Regions from separate parts of the Mus musculus genome. Here all the other regions are linked to region 1. Evidence: chromatin contacts called from public Hi-C data. All regions are on one chromosome and are shown on one strand. Each heading gives the region's core, a stretch centred on a gene start, on an enhancer-like site or on the middle of the called end of the contact. The rest is flanking DNA. Distances are from core to core; before and after follow the strand shown. Region 1 has its middle 130 kb from the start of Rasa1. Region 2 has its middle 260 kb from the start of Rasa1. Region 3 holds the start of Rasa1 (RAS p21 protein activator 1).

What was found. Hi-C and Micro-C count contacts between places; a contact is called where the count stands out from the background.
Region 2: a Hi-C map of bone marrow-derived macrophages shows a contact between it and region 1, with 4 times the contacts expected there. The contact joins two enhancer-like sites. A contact is called at or near these places in 1 of 15 datasets of contacts at CTCF or cohesin (pro-B cells) and 2 of 484 Hi-C or Micro-C datasets (Th17 cells and bone marrow-derived macrophages).
Region 3: a contact with region 1 is called in a Hi-C map of CD8 T cells, with 2.2 times the contacts expected there. The contact joins the promoter of Rasa1 here to the enhancer-like site in region 1. A contact is called at or near these places in 1 of 39 promoter capture datasets (macrophages), 12 of 484 Hi-C or Micro-C datasets (the C2C12 cell line, CD8 T cells, the MC38 cell line and 8 more), 3 of 115 datasets of contacts at active chromatin or transcription factors (the 230-238 cell line, bone marrow-derived macrophages and embryonic stem cells) and 3 of 9 other capture datasets (adipose tissue, liver and macrophages).

Annotation. Positions count from the first base shown.
Region 1 is chr13:85,415,825-85,420,702 of GRCm38.p6, forward strand. No RefSeq gene overlaps it. Among named protein-coding and RNA genes, the nearest start is that of Rasa1, 130 kb to the left of the region's middle. Within about 2 kb of position 3,032, at least 18 of the 459 cell types and tissues checked have an H3K27ac peak or open chromatin away from gene starts, as enhancers often do. A contact at or near this core is called in the C2C12 cell line, CD8 T cells, adipose-derived mesenchymal stem cells and 2 more, where this site is marked.
Region 2 is chr13:85,551,394-85,556,271 of GRCm38.p6, forward strand. No RefSeq gene overlaps it. Among named protein-coding and RNA genes, the nearest start is that of Rasa1, 260 kb to the left of the region's middle. Within about 2 kb of position 1,943, at least 7 of the 459 cell types and tissues checked have an H3K27ac peak or open chromatin away from gene starts, as enhancers often do. A contact at or near this core is called in bone marrow-derived macrophages, where this site is marked.
Region 3 is chr13:85,287,385-85,292,262 of GRCm38.p6, forward strand. It overlaps Rasa1 (RAS p21 protein activator 1), which reads right to left and starts at 2,102. Exons shown (of 25, transcript NM_145452.3): 1 at 1,012-2,102. The coding sequence starts at 1,523.

The DNA.
Region 1 (4,878 bases), core at 1,782-4,281:
TTCTATTTATTTATTTATTTATTTATTTATTTATTTATTTACCATAGTCTCAAACTGCCAATTTTCTGTGCACAAGTATATTAAAATATCCTTATTCACAAGTCTAAGACAGTTAAAATTGATTTTTTTCATCTTATTTGTAACAAATTAGTGAGTTCCTACAGAGTTACCATCACTTAGATAAGCTTACAAAATTGATTTTATGACAAAATCTTGCATATTCAGTTAATTCCTAAGCCTTGTTGCCTTTACTATCTTTTTCATGAAATAGATCACCGTTTTTGCATTTTTCTTCCCAACCATAATCCTTGCGCTAGTTCTTACAATGTCTTCCCCACCCTTGCCTTATTTGTTATGTAAGTATTGAGGTTATAATTTTGATAAACATGTTTCATGGCATTGAATAATTTACCTTTGTTCAGATTCTGTATTGTACTTTATGACTGGAAATTGAGCAACTTTTATAATTACTCTGTTGATATTACTACCTGTGTGTAGTTGGAGAGGCAGGTTCAGGAGTTAAATTGGACGGAGGGATGTACATCCTCCACTGAGTGATGTTTGGGGCAATGACCGCTTAGTTTCTTCCTGTTTTGACATTTTGTTCCAAGTTATCATAGACTTTCCTTACAGCATAGCTTTTGGTTTTCTGAATTGTCTTTCCTTTAAGGAGAGCAGTGCTTTAGAAAATAGCATTCAGGAATACCACTAGTAATGTAAAGACTTTTATCATATTTTTGATATATTTGAGTTCTCATATTAGCATACTTTTATATCTTGCTATTTCTATCTTTTAAAATGCTATTATCTCACTGTGCTATTAAAGTTTAAGTGGGAGGACAATATACAATGGAAGAGATATAGTACAGTTTCCTAGCTGCCTTTTGTTTTGTTTTTATCCTTGAGGACACGAAGGGATTGCAAAAAGCCAAGTTCAACTAGAGTGTAAAAAACACTTTAGGGACTTTTGCAAGTGATTTTCAGAGACAGGAACATTATAAACAGCTTACTGAATGTTGTCCCTACAGGATAGCCTTTTCTATGTCTGGCAATTAACATCCAAAGGCCACATTTCTACTCAGTTGAGCAGTAAGAATCCTTCCTATGTAGGCAAAGGGACAGTGTGTGTCCGATGCTGATTCTTTAGTGTATTTACCATTTGAGCTTGGCTTTTCTTGGGATGCACTTTATTCTTAAGGTACATATATCTGTTTAACTCTTTGCTCTTGTTTCAATATTTAGCCTCAAGTGGCACAGTTCTTATTTCGTCTACAAATATCTAACTACACATGGCTAGAAAAACTTAGTGAAGAGTTCTAAGTAAATGATTTACTCAAAATATATCATTTGGGAGTTGTTTTGAATGATTATTTCTGAGGACATAAGTTGTTCCTGTTATGTGGAACAAGAAAGTCACAGATGGTTATTCTTTCTGTCATTTAGAGCAACAAACTCACAGAGAAGGAAGTACAATTCTTGATATTTAAGTCTTTTTGATTTGTGAAAGGCAAATAATGATATGTATTCAAATTAATGATTCTATCCATTTGTGTACAGTTCAATTTGATCACTTATATTCCAAATCTATCATATTTTGATAACACTGCTGGAACAAAACAGACTTACATCTTGTCTCCCTTAAATTGTTGGCTTTGGTCCTGGTGTATTGAACTGGAATATTTTCAAATCATAATTTCTGGTATAAAGGCCTCCAATACTACAGAGAAGATACATTTAGAATGAAAACAATATGTCAGTTAACAGTATTTACAGGGTTTACCATTCTTGACAGGGTTAGCTACTCTATAATGTCAGGGTTTTGTGGATGGTAGTTGGTTGGTGTCAACAGTATCTTCTTCTAGGAAACCCCAGTAAAAGTAAGAAGCTACTTTTGGGTTCGACAAACAAACAAAAAAAGCAAAACATACCCAATTCTGAAAGACTCCCATGTAAAAATAACATGATTTTTAGAGAGACAGTTTTTGCAGGTCCCATTGTGACATTTGAATGGACTAGACAGCCTTGTCAGGATGCCTAGAATGCTCACACAGTAAGGAAAATGTTACTGGAGCAAGCAGAAATATTGCCGGAGAGATGAGCCATTGGAATATTTGCCCGGTAAAAAGCTATTTATCTAGAGAAATATTTCTTTAACATATTTTATTTCTATGAGTGTTTGCCTGCATATATATGCATATATATGCCACGTGAGTGCCTGGTGCCTGAGGGGGACAGAAAAAGAATTAAGATCCCCTGGAAAAGGAGTTATTGATGTTTGTGAATGATTATGTGGGTACTGGGAAGAGAATCTGGGTCCTCTGTAGGAGAAGATAGCACTCTAAATTACTGAGCCATCTCGCCAGGCTCAAAGAAAAAAATGTTTTATAATAAATTTTCCATAAGTCTAAGTCACTGTGTATATTGCCCATAAATTGTATTATTTGAAATAATGCATTATAATTAATTATAATTAAGATCAGGAAAATATAAGCATATGGTTGTTCAAAGATGAGGAGTTACTTAGAAGTTTGACTACTATACAAGTTCATACAAGTGAATAACAAGACATGAAGTAAATACCTCTGATTCTTTTTTGTGTGACTGTGGGATAAATAGAATGGACCAATAGAAAATACCATACATTTACTTACAAAGAGCCGTAATTACTAATTTAGAAAAAAGATAAGATTCTTTATCATGCAATTATTTGTGAATTAAATTTAATATTTTAATATTATAACTGGAAGGAAACATTTTTAAAGTGGCCAAATATTGGGAAATTACTTTTTGCTTCATTAGAGAAAGTATCCAGATGAATAAAAGAGTTTCAAGAATAGAAAAAGTAGAAAGATATTATTAAGTGAAATATGACTTCGTGATGAAGGGGAGGTCAAAGTATATAACAGAAATGGGAGAGAAAAAGAAAAGTTCTGATATTCAAGTTGACCAATTCAGACTGAGGTTAGGGTGCCAAAAGAATGAGAAAGCCAAGCCTTAATTGATAAAAATAAAGAAAATGTTGTGCAAGGCTTAATCATCAGTATATGATTCATCTGGAAGCCAGGGATGAGCAATTGTGACAAGAGCTGCTTGGAGGAGAAGAGGAAGGATGTGGTCTTTAGTGTGAAAAATTCAAGGGAATGCAAAGTATACCTCTGTACATGAAAATATTCACTTACTCTCTCAAGATTCATATTTGGTGCTCATTGCCTATTGACCTTCTTACATCTGATGGTAAGAGAAATAAATGTTCTTGAATAAAGATTGGATGAAGATTGGATGTCTTAACTTGGTTCCTAAGAAATAGAATGAAAATAAGTATCAACTTATTTTGGGAGATCAACTCCAGAAAAGGTGGAGAGAGAGAAGGAGGGAGGGAGGAAGAGAGAGAGAGAGGGTAGAGGAGAGATCCAGATGAGTGAGTGTTACTGAGGAGTTCACCATTGCTGGGGATCATTTGTTGGGCCCATGATGGACTCTAGAAACTCTCATTCTATTTATATTTTGAGTCTATTAATAGAATCATCCACGAGATTGAGTTAGAGTCTTTTGGATTTAGTTGCCAAGAACCCCCAGACACACCAGAGGTATGTAACTAGACTTCCCTCAGTCAATCAAGTTAATAGTCAGGAATAACCATTTCATACTCTCCTACCTTTGGCTCTGGTAGATAATTTGCTCGTCTAATTGATGTGTTAAAATAGTGGCTCACATCTGAACACAGCACACTGAGCCCAAACAGTTCCACCCATACCTGAGAGGTTTATTGGGAGAGAGAGGGGTGGGGGTGGGGGGAGGAAGGTGGCAGCAGAAGGAGAAGGGAGAAAGAGAGGAGGGGGAAAGGCACTCCCCTTATTTATACGAAAAATGATGTAATGCAAGTAAAGGTGGGAGGTGAGCCAAGTGAATTCTGGAAATATGGTGCCTGTTGTCTTGGCAACAGGTCTGCAGGTCACGGTGTTGCCTATGTGATGTCATAGGTTTCAGAGGTCCTGATGCCAACACTAATGTCCTGACATAAAATTTCAGTGCTGAGTAATCAGCAAGTGATACTAATGAACGCTCCATATATCATATCCCTTGATAATGAGTAGAAAAAAATTAGAGAAAAAGACATTGACAGGAAAAAAGTCACTGAAGAAATCTGTGCAGAAAGGACAATAAAATGTTCTCAAAGATAAATCCACCAGTTTCAGTTACAACTGTTAATATACAGTAATAATTATCTTATATAGTAGGTTAAATATGCATGTATGCTAGAGAATTAGCAAAGCACCTCAACTGCCCTCTGCCTCTGATTCTTTCCCTACATCCCTCCCTACCTCCCTGTCTCCCCTCCTCTCTGCCTGCCCATTCATTTCTTCCTTACTTTTGATTTTTCTCTTCTACAAAAGCAACTTAGGGGATAAAAAGTTTATTTCAGGCCACAGTTCCATATTATAGTCCATCATAGTAGGGATGTCACAGCAGCAAGAGGTTAGGGGAGTTGGTTATACACTTTTATGATCAGAAAGGGAAAGCGGTGGATACAGACATGCTAGTGATGATCTGGTTTTCTCTGTTCTTACACAATCCAGATAATCCGACAAGAGAATGGACCTAAGGTAGGTGAGTCTTCCCATCTCAACTTGACAATCAGTGCTTACAAGCAAACCTCACAGACCTAATCAAAATCCCTCACTGAAACCCCCTGCATAGGTCATTCTAGACTATGTGATGTTGACAGTTAAACCCAGCTAGCACATTCTTTCACTTGTTCTTTCTCTTGTCTTTTCTTTTCCTTTTTGACTATTCCAACTTGGTCAGTCACTGCCTCCTGAGTGATCAGATTAAAGGCAAGGCCTGGCAAGAGAGCAATTTTTTTGTAAAGATAGTTGC
Region 2 (4,878 bases), core at 693-3,192, 130 kb after region 1:
GAAATAGAAGCAATGAAAATCAGGTAGAAATCCTTGGGATAAAACCTACACTAAGCAACGATTTAAAGTGTGTTAGAAGACAGCAGTAGCAGAAGAGATAAGACAGGAGAGAGAATTAATGAGCCCATAGACAAGGCAGGTGACAATGTGTACTCAAAGTAGTAAAAGAATGATTAGGAATAAGTAGAATCTGTGATTAATAGCAAAAGATTTACCATTTGGTTAGTAATATTTGGGAGGTACATAAAAAGGTGGATGAGAGAGAAACTAGTCAATTAATTTATATGCAGAAAATTTCAAACCTACAGAAGGAAGCAAATACACAGTATAGGGATGTTAGACAGTTGGAATCGAACTAGGCCTATGGCAAATATAATCAAACTCACAGTGATGAAAGGAAAAGACAGTTTTTAAGGCTGCAAGAAAACCAGGAAAAAAAAACCCAAAACATACAGTCGTTTTCCAGGTAACCTGGCTTCAGGCTTTTCAGTCATAACCTTGTATGCTAGGAGGGAGTGTATAACATTTTCACAACACTGGATAAAAAAGAAGAAAAGAAAAAGTCCAGAAGTGGATGCTCACAGTCAGCTATTGGATGGATCACAGGGCCCCCAATGGAGGAGCTAGAGAAAGCACCCAAGGAGCTAAAGGGTTCTGCAACCCTATAGGTGGAACAACATTATGAACTAACCAGTACCCCGGAGCTCTTGTCTCTAGTTGCATATGTATCAGAAGATGGCCTAGTTGGCCATCACTGGAAAGAGAGGCCCATTGGACTTGCAAACTTTATATGCCCCAGTACAGGGGAACGCCAGGGCCAAAAAGGGGTGGGGGGGGTAGGGGAGTGGGGTGGGTGAGTGGGGGACTTTTGGGATAGCATTGGAAATGTAAATGAGGAAAATACCTAATAAAAAATTAAAAAAAGAAAAAGTCCAGTAAAGAACAGCACTAAGCCAATTAAAAAAAATGAAGAGATAAAACCTTCACAGATAAAAAGAAGAAGCTAAGTGAATATATACCAGATGTGTACTAGAAAAAAAATGCTAAAAGAAGACCTGAAAATTGCAGAAAGATGTGAATGAGTAAGAAGAAATAGTGGAAGGTGCCAAATTCCACTTTATTTGTAGAAGTCAATAGAAAAAAAAACAAAAACAAAAACAAAGAACCTTCAGGACCTCTCTATAAGTTCTGATACAGCATGTACCAACAAAAACAAATTCAGAATGACATAATATTAAAGTACAGAGCATAAAGCATTTATGTCTTCAGTGTAAAGACCATGAAAAAAATATAAATGTAACAGTTTCTTGGTCTAGTGTTATGTTTAGGTTTGACCATAATGTCCAAGTCTGGCAAGGGGCTGAATACAAGAGTCAAGTTTTTATTAGTTTAATAAAATCAACAAGGAAACACCAAAGTTATTTTGTACCCTTTATCAACAACAGCAGCAGCAGCAACAACAACAACAACAACAACAACAACAACAACAACAACAAAAGCTAGCATTTATTCACAGAAATTTCATCCAGTAATTGCAAAATACATGTTCTTCTCAGCACAAAAAGCATATTTAGAACAGGTTACAGAACACGTCTCAAAAACTTGAAGAATTGAAATCATAATTTTATTAATCACAAATACAATAAAGTTAGAAATCAAAAACATGAAAAACTTTTGGAAACAGTTAAAATGTATGGAATAGAATAACTTACTCTATAACGACCAGTTAAACAGGGAATAAATCAAAAGTGAATTAAAAAGTTTTCTTAAGTCAAATGGCAGTGAAGTTACAATGGGATAATTGCAAAATGCAGTAAAATGCGGGTGGAGGTTACTACAGTGACTTCCTTAAAGAGTCGGAAAACTATATACACTATTACTGTGTCTCAGGAAACTAGGCAAGAAAGAACAAACAAAACACCAGTCAGCAGAATGGCAGACTTTATAAAGATTAGGGAAGTAACAAATGCAATTGAGACTAAAAGCAGTAAAAATTGAAAACAAGAACAACACAAATGACTATTGAAAGAACTGGTTCTTTAGAAAGGCAGAGGACACAGAAAACATATCTAGAGTCAACAGAGAGATGTTAGATGTGGTACTACAGAAATACAAGGAACGATTAGAGAGTGCTGTGGTCAACCTACATCCAAAGAAATTTGACAACCTAGAAAAATGGAGAAATTAATGAATACATTACCAAGACTGAAATGAGGAAACAAAAAATGTCAGCAACTCAACACTGAGTAATAAGAGTGAATCAGTAATAAAAGTCTTCCACTGAAGATCATCTCATAATCAGCATTTTTGTTGGCACAAATAAAATATTTAAAGATTAATTCATAGCAACTCTTTATTATTCCAAAAGTTAGGAGGAGAATTTCTCCAATCACATTCTATGAGGTCAATAGTAAATATGGTACCATCAATACCAGACACATCAACATCAACAAATTCTACCATAGGCCTGTCACCTTGGTGAACATAGATGCAAAAATCCCCCCGAAAATACAAGCAACCTGATTCCAACAGAATATAAAGATTATTCCCTAGGCTCAAGGGGGATTTATCTCAGGGATGCAAGGAGGTCAAATCAAGCTATTCACTTATAGAGCAGACAAAACCTCTGCGATGATCTCAGCAGGTATATAATGAAATACTACTTTCTCTAGCAAGACAGGTAAACACAGAAAAGTCTAAAAGTCTCAAACATTCAAAGAAATAGTGAAAATGAATCTGCATACACTGGTAGAACTGTAAAATAATTCAATCATTATGGAAAATAGTATGGCTGTTCAAAAGAAAAAAAAAAAAGAAATCTAATCGCCATATGGTTTTGTAATCCTGCGGTAGGTCTGTACTCAAAGCAAACGAAGCCAACATTTTGAAGAAATGGTAGAATCATTATTGTTACACCACTTTGATATTAATGGGAGAGGTTTTCTCTACTGGATTTTTCCTGGGATTGGGTGCTCTAGTCTGTACAAACATTAATTAACATATATCAATTAACATATATGCATGCTTTATGATTTGATGGACATTTACAACTTAAAACCAAAATTTTTATTGCAAAATTGAACATAACAGTTATTGGTAGTAGTCAAGAGGATAATACATTATTAGTATTTTGTTCACTTAGTAAATAATAGTTGTATTTAAATAATAAATGGATGAGACATAGCTAAACAGTAAAGTGAGGGAAAGTTTTATGCAACTGAGTTAATAAAATAAACGTTGACTTAAACTTGCATATTGAAACCTAAGAAGATAAAACTCAGCCCAAAAGAAGAATAAAAATAAAAGTAGAAATGTAAGGAGTAGAAAAACATTAAATTGATGAGCTTAAAAGCTGTTTAATTTTTAAAAAATGAATGAAGATGATGTCTTTTATAACAAAACTGGAAAGAAAATAATTTGCCAGTGTCAGAAATAGAACAGAAACAATTGTAGATTTTATAGACTTTAAAAGGATGAAAGGACTATTAACAATATTATGATAATAAATTTGAGATTTTAGATGATATGGACAATTATGGTGAAGGCAGAGATGATTAAAAGTGACATGGAGACACAGACACATGAATATAATTAGTTGCATTTAACCAACAGATAATTAAAACTAAATCTAAAAAACTTCTGTCATAAAATTAGGAATGAAGGAAAACTGCGACAAAAATTGCTATGTCTTGTGCACATAATATTTAGTAACTAAAGTCAGAATTCTTATACAGCAATAACACACAGCCTTAGCAGTTTATGGGGGATGCGAATAGGGAAGGAGAAAGTGAAGCTGTACTGTATTGCTCATAGAAACCCCGTACCATATGCTGATGATCCCAAGGAATTTAAAGGATATTTCAAATCATTAGGTTAGTTTAGCAGGGTTTCAGTATATCAGTTATATATATAAGACTCGTTACTTCTCTATGTAATAATAATGAGTACTTACAGTGCAAAAATCTTGAAATAATGAATGTTATAAAACATGTGCAATGGATTTTATAAGATGATGATGAAATAAAGATTTTAAATAAGTAAAGAAATATAAAATGTAATCAAGACTTCTAAAGCTCAAGAATAAGCTTAAACCAGACCGTGTATTAGAAACAACACAATTAAAATGTCATTCAGCTTTATGGTAGAAACCAACAGACCATAAAATATTTATATAGGAATGCAAGAACATTTTGAAAGTTGAACAGACCTTAAATTTTCTGTTATCTGATGAGTCTCATAGTCAAAACAGCAATCAAAACAATATATTTGCATAAAGATAGTTATGTATTAAAAGGAATGGATATAAAACAATTTAATGAACATGCATTTCACTAAATAATATACTTATGTTTTAGTATTTCTACCAAAAATATTGCACAATTTTTTTTTGTAATATGATCGTTTCATTTTCTATTTTTTCTTTATTTACATTTCAAATGTTACCCCTTTCCTGGTTTCCCCTCTGAAAAACCTCTCCATGTTCACCAACTCACCCACTCCCCTCCCGCTTCTCGGCCCTGGCATTCCCCTACACTGGTGCATAGCGCCTTCACAGGACCAAGGGCCTCTCCTCCCATTGATGACCAACAAGGCCATCCTCTGCTACATATGCAGCTGGAGCCATGAGTCCCACCATATGTACTCTTTGGTTGGTGGTTTAGTCTCTGGGAGCTCTGGGGGTACTGGTTAGTTCATACTGTTGTTCCTCCTATAGGGCTGCAAACCCCTTCAGCTCCTTGGGTTCTTTCTTTAGCTCCTCCATTGGGGACCCTCGTTTTTTGTTTTTTGTTTTGTTTTGTTTTGTTTTGTTTTGTTTTTAAAGCAGTATTTCACTTGTGTGAAAAATGAAATTTATTTTAGACTCAAACACCACATGGT
Region 3 (4,878 bases), core at 852-3,351, 130 kb before region 1:
TAGAAAGTGTCAATATATGAAACGAATCTTTTTTCCCTAATATTCACCAATGCTATTGAAATTCTAAGGGTCAATTATGATTGATATGAAAGATCTATAAAACATTTCTGACCTATTATTACTACTTTCCATCTCAACACTTTCCCTTCATCAAGATCAACCTACAGTTATAAATACATACCCATTTCACTTATGAAAAGAACACTTTTAAGGAGAGAACTCTAACTTTAGAGGGAGAGCCATTTGCCCTGATCATGTCACAATCAACTACCAAATTAATTTCCACTAACAAAATGCTAAAAGGAAAAATATTTAATATATTTAGTGTCATGGATATAATAAATATATAAAACATATTTGCATATTGCATATATTTATATGTAAATAAATAAATCTAATAATTCTAAGGAACAAGTTAGTGTTCAGTCTGGGGGCTCTTAATCACGTCTGTAATTCACAGAACTTTTTTTTTTCTCTCCACTTCTCTAAAGAGATCTAGTGTTTTTATGAATCGCAACGCTTCCAGCAGACATTAAGTAGGAGTTTGCAGCTGCAGTAAAAACAAAACATTCTGACCTATGAATTTGCAACTTACATTAATATAGTCATTTAAATACTTGTACTCAACGCCTCTGACTTCAGCAGGGAGCACTGGAGTTACAATAGACAGCGGTTGCCTTTATAGTGCCAAGTTCTGCTGAATCCCGGACACTATCTCAATTAGGAAGGGGCAGAACCATATCCGGTTCCCACTGAATACAGTTTCCCATGCTTCCCATCTTAAAAACTTTTACGTCTTCCCAAAAGAGCAATAAACATACGAAGACGCCAGGAAGAGTGCCTGTAGGGGAAAATGACTGATCAAATTAAATCCCTATATATGGAACCTGAAACTTCAAAACTTGTCAAACAAATCACAGCGGCAGGAGCACGGTATGTGTCGTTGCCCCTTCTTTCCCACTTCTTACACGGAGCCAGCTTCCACAATCCCTCAACAGCAGTTTGACTTACTGGTTAGTGGGAGGTGCGGTCAGCGGTATGGCCACCTCTTCCTCTTCGTATTCTGGTCCATCCAGGGAGTCACCTTCATCCACGGTCCCCAAACCGGAGCCCAAAGGGGGCAGCTGAGGAGGCGGCGGCAGAGGAGGGAATCCGCCGCCCGGCCCGAGCGTCTCAGCAGGCAAAGACAGAGTCCCCTTGGTGAAAGCGACGTCTCCCGCAGGTCCGGCGGCCGCAGCACCAGCCACGCCAGCAGCAGCACTGCCGGTCAGCGCGGCGCCCCCCAAGACACCGGCCACCGGCCCGGTCCCCAGGAACCCGGACCCCGACGCGGCTCCGCCACCGAGGGCCGCAACCAAGTCGGCGTCCGCCAGCCCGGGACACGGGGCGGCTGCCACCGGCAGGGCCGCGGGTAACTTGACCCGGCACGCTGCCGAGTAGGCGCTGGAGCCCGTGGCCGCGCCGCCGCCGGGGCCCGCCGTCGCAGGGCCGCCTTCCTCACTGCCCGCCTCGGCCGCCATCATGTTGAAGCCCGCTCTCCTCTAGCTACCCTGCCGCCCGGGAGCCCCGGGGGCCAGCAGGCCCGGGCTGCGAGCCGCCCCACCCAGGCGCGTCCCCCTTCAGCTCTCCAGGCAGAGGAAACAACAACAAAAGGAGAGCGCCCGCCGCCGCGCCCCCTCCCCGGGCCACAGCCCCAAGCTCCGCGGCTGCTGGCTGGCTTACGGGAAGCGACGCGGGCAAAAAACCCAGCGCCTGCAGAAACGCTAGGCAAACCTCGCCGCGCACACCCACACTCACGCGCACACATGCACAGGGGCGCCAAACTTCCTGGCTACGCTAAAGAGGAAGGGAAGCCCGCTGCAGCGGCTGAGGCAGCGCCGCCTCGGCCGCCGCCGCCGCCGCGCCTCAACGCCCGGGTTCCGGCCGCCCCCACCGCAGCCACCAGTGGGGCTGCCTATGCCAGAGCCACCGTAGCCTCATCTCCGCCGGCTGGAGTCGGGAGCAGTGGGCGGGGCCGAGGAAGGGGGCGGGCCCGCAGAGCCCGACTCCGCTGCGGGCTACCTGCGGCTCTCCGGAGCGAAACCCGGGAGAGAAAGAAGGGCGGGGCCGGGAAGAAGGGAGGGGCGGAGCGGGGGCTTCTGCGCAGGCGCCTTCCGGGAGCGCGTCCGGACAGAGGAGAAGGAAAAGCAGCCTGGGCAGGAAGCGGCGGGCGCGCGCGGAGGCGTGGCACAGCTTCCCACTGAAGGGTGCGGGACGTGTGGTGCGGCCGTCCCTCCACGCCACCGGGCTCGGTGCAGGCCTACCTCTCACGGCTTTGTTTACAGGGAGAGAAGGAAGATAGCTCATCTCCAGGCCCGAGGGACTGGAGGGACGAGGGGGCGATGAGAAGGAAAGGATGACGCCAGGAAGTCCATTCACTGCTTTGTAACTTGTAGAAAAATGGCCTTAGCTGCCCGTACAGTCGGCAACAAAAATCAAAACAGTATTCATAGTTTATTCCTTTCCGTCGCATGCTATAAATCACCGTATAACTTAGGTGAAATAATTTAAGCCTAGATCCTTGGACCTGAGAAAACAACGGTTGAAAGAAGCCATGGAGAGTATGAAGGTAGAAGTCAATGCTACCATTATATACATAAGTTCTCTTCACCGAATGTCTCCCTCACATGTTTGGCTGTCAGAGAAGGAATGTAGTATTTAGAGGAAAAGTGCCACCGAAGTCATAAACCAATATATTTTGTCCTAGTTTGTATGCAAAAATCTGCAACACATACCAAAGACACACTACATGTCTAAACTTTGACAGATCAATGTCACCCTTTATGAACCCTAGGAAAAAGTTTTATTTCCCGTACTTGTGTGTATATATAAATTCATAAACACATACTCAACTGTTAGAATTATCTTTTCATGTTCCCTGGGGATAGGTTCCAGGGGCCTGTTGAGTTACAAAATTATTATCTTAAATAATTTGGGCACATTTTCCCATTTACACAGTAAATCATCTCTAGCTTATCCACAACTCTTAATATAATCTAAATATCATTTATTTTGTTATTATTAGAATAATGACAAAAATTTATGCAGGTGGAATTTTTTCCAGATATTTTTGTATGTGGCACCCTTGAATCTATAGTTTGCTAATATGAAAGCAGATAGTATATAAGCAGCCATTCATATAGAGAGATCATGCTGGTTGCTTGAAATTTATCCGTGTTAGAAATTTGCCCTTTAGGGTTCATGTACTGTACTAGCTTTTCTGTTCTCCCTGGAAAGTGTCACATTGAATGCAACTGATTATTGATAATACTTTCTCTATTAAGTTTGACCAAGCTAACTTGCTGAGAATAGCAAGAGGCTGAGATAGAATACCAGGGAAAGAGGGAAGGAGTACCATTAAGGGAAATGACAAAGTACAGACAGGACATTTCCATATTCCTGTATACCCAATCTATAACAATCAAACTGATTTCAACAGTAGTAGTGCTTGCCTCTTGTGCAAAGTGTCAGCTGAGAAAGTGAAAGTAAATTGTATAAGGGAGCTAGAAGTCAGCGTTAAACTGACCAATTAGGTGTAAAAGAAATTTTTATCTGAGAATTTCTGAATCAGAAAATGCACCATTTGTGTTTAAATGAGTCCTTCCAGTGATTTTTGACACACTTAATTTGAGTACTACTGTGCTATAACATAGTATACTAATTAAGGAGGCAATATACAGAAACTTGAAAAGCTGTAAAAAGAACAGGTATCATTCATTCGGTGGATGGGTAAAATGTGGGTATTGGTTTGCTAAGGTCTGTATTCTAAACCAGCTAGCAAAGGAGAACAAAATGAAGCAGATTCATAATCGCTAAAATCAAAACGAAATGCTGCTTCTTACAGCAGCCTCCTTAGAGCAGATTTTCTTTTAAATGTACTCTAAAGTCCCAACTACTGTTTAGTTCATGAGCCACAAGTGCAACACCCCAACTTCATATCAACCATCCGAGTTAGAATTCAGGTCTTTGAAATGACTGTTTGGTTATCTATCACCACCTCTATTTATCAATCTTCTCAATTTTTTCTATGCCCTGTTCCTGAAAATTCAGGTCAGGCTCCCAATTCCAATCACAAACTTGCCTTCTCCTTTTCCCAAAATTAGGTAGCACTCAAATATCCACATTTAATACAGCCTGATACCTCTTAGACACATATTGTCTCCCAGTTACTTTTAAATATGTATAATTAGAAATCTTCACTGCAGAAACAACTCATCGTCCATCTTTTTTTTTCTAGCTCAGTTCTGCTTGCTGCCTTTAACATAGCACCTTTCTTTAAAAGCATAAACATTATATTATATCATTGCACATCTTTGGAAATTAATTTCTTATCAGCAGGAAGGAAATAATAAGTCTATTTGAAAAGTCTGTATATGTGTTGCATGCATGGCCCTGTGTGTGTGTGTGTGTGTGTGTGTGTGTGTGTGTGTGTGTGTGTAGGTGATATAATATAATTTCTTATTTGAAGTTCCAGGAAAATCTGTCCTTTTTTCTTTTACTACTGCTTACACACTTTTAAAGGAATTTATTTGCATGAGTGTTTTACCCACATGTATGTCTGTGTATCATGTGTATGCATTCTCTGCTGAGTCCAGAAGAATACATTGTGCATTTTCCATGGAGGCCAGAAGTGAACTTCAGACACTGGAATTGAAGATGGTTGTTAGCTGCCATGTGGGTGCTGGGAATTTAACCTAGGTCCTCTAGAAGAGCAACCATTGCCCTCACCTGTTAAACCATCTCTTTAGCCCACACACTTTCTTGATCTCTGTTATCTTTTATGGTTTGTGTCCTTTTAGTATACCCAAAACTAATGTTCCTAATTCATTTAGTTTTCTC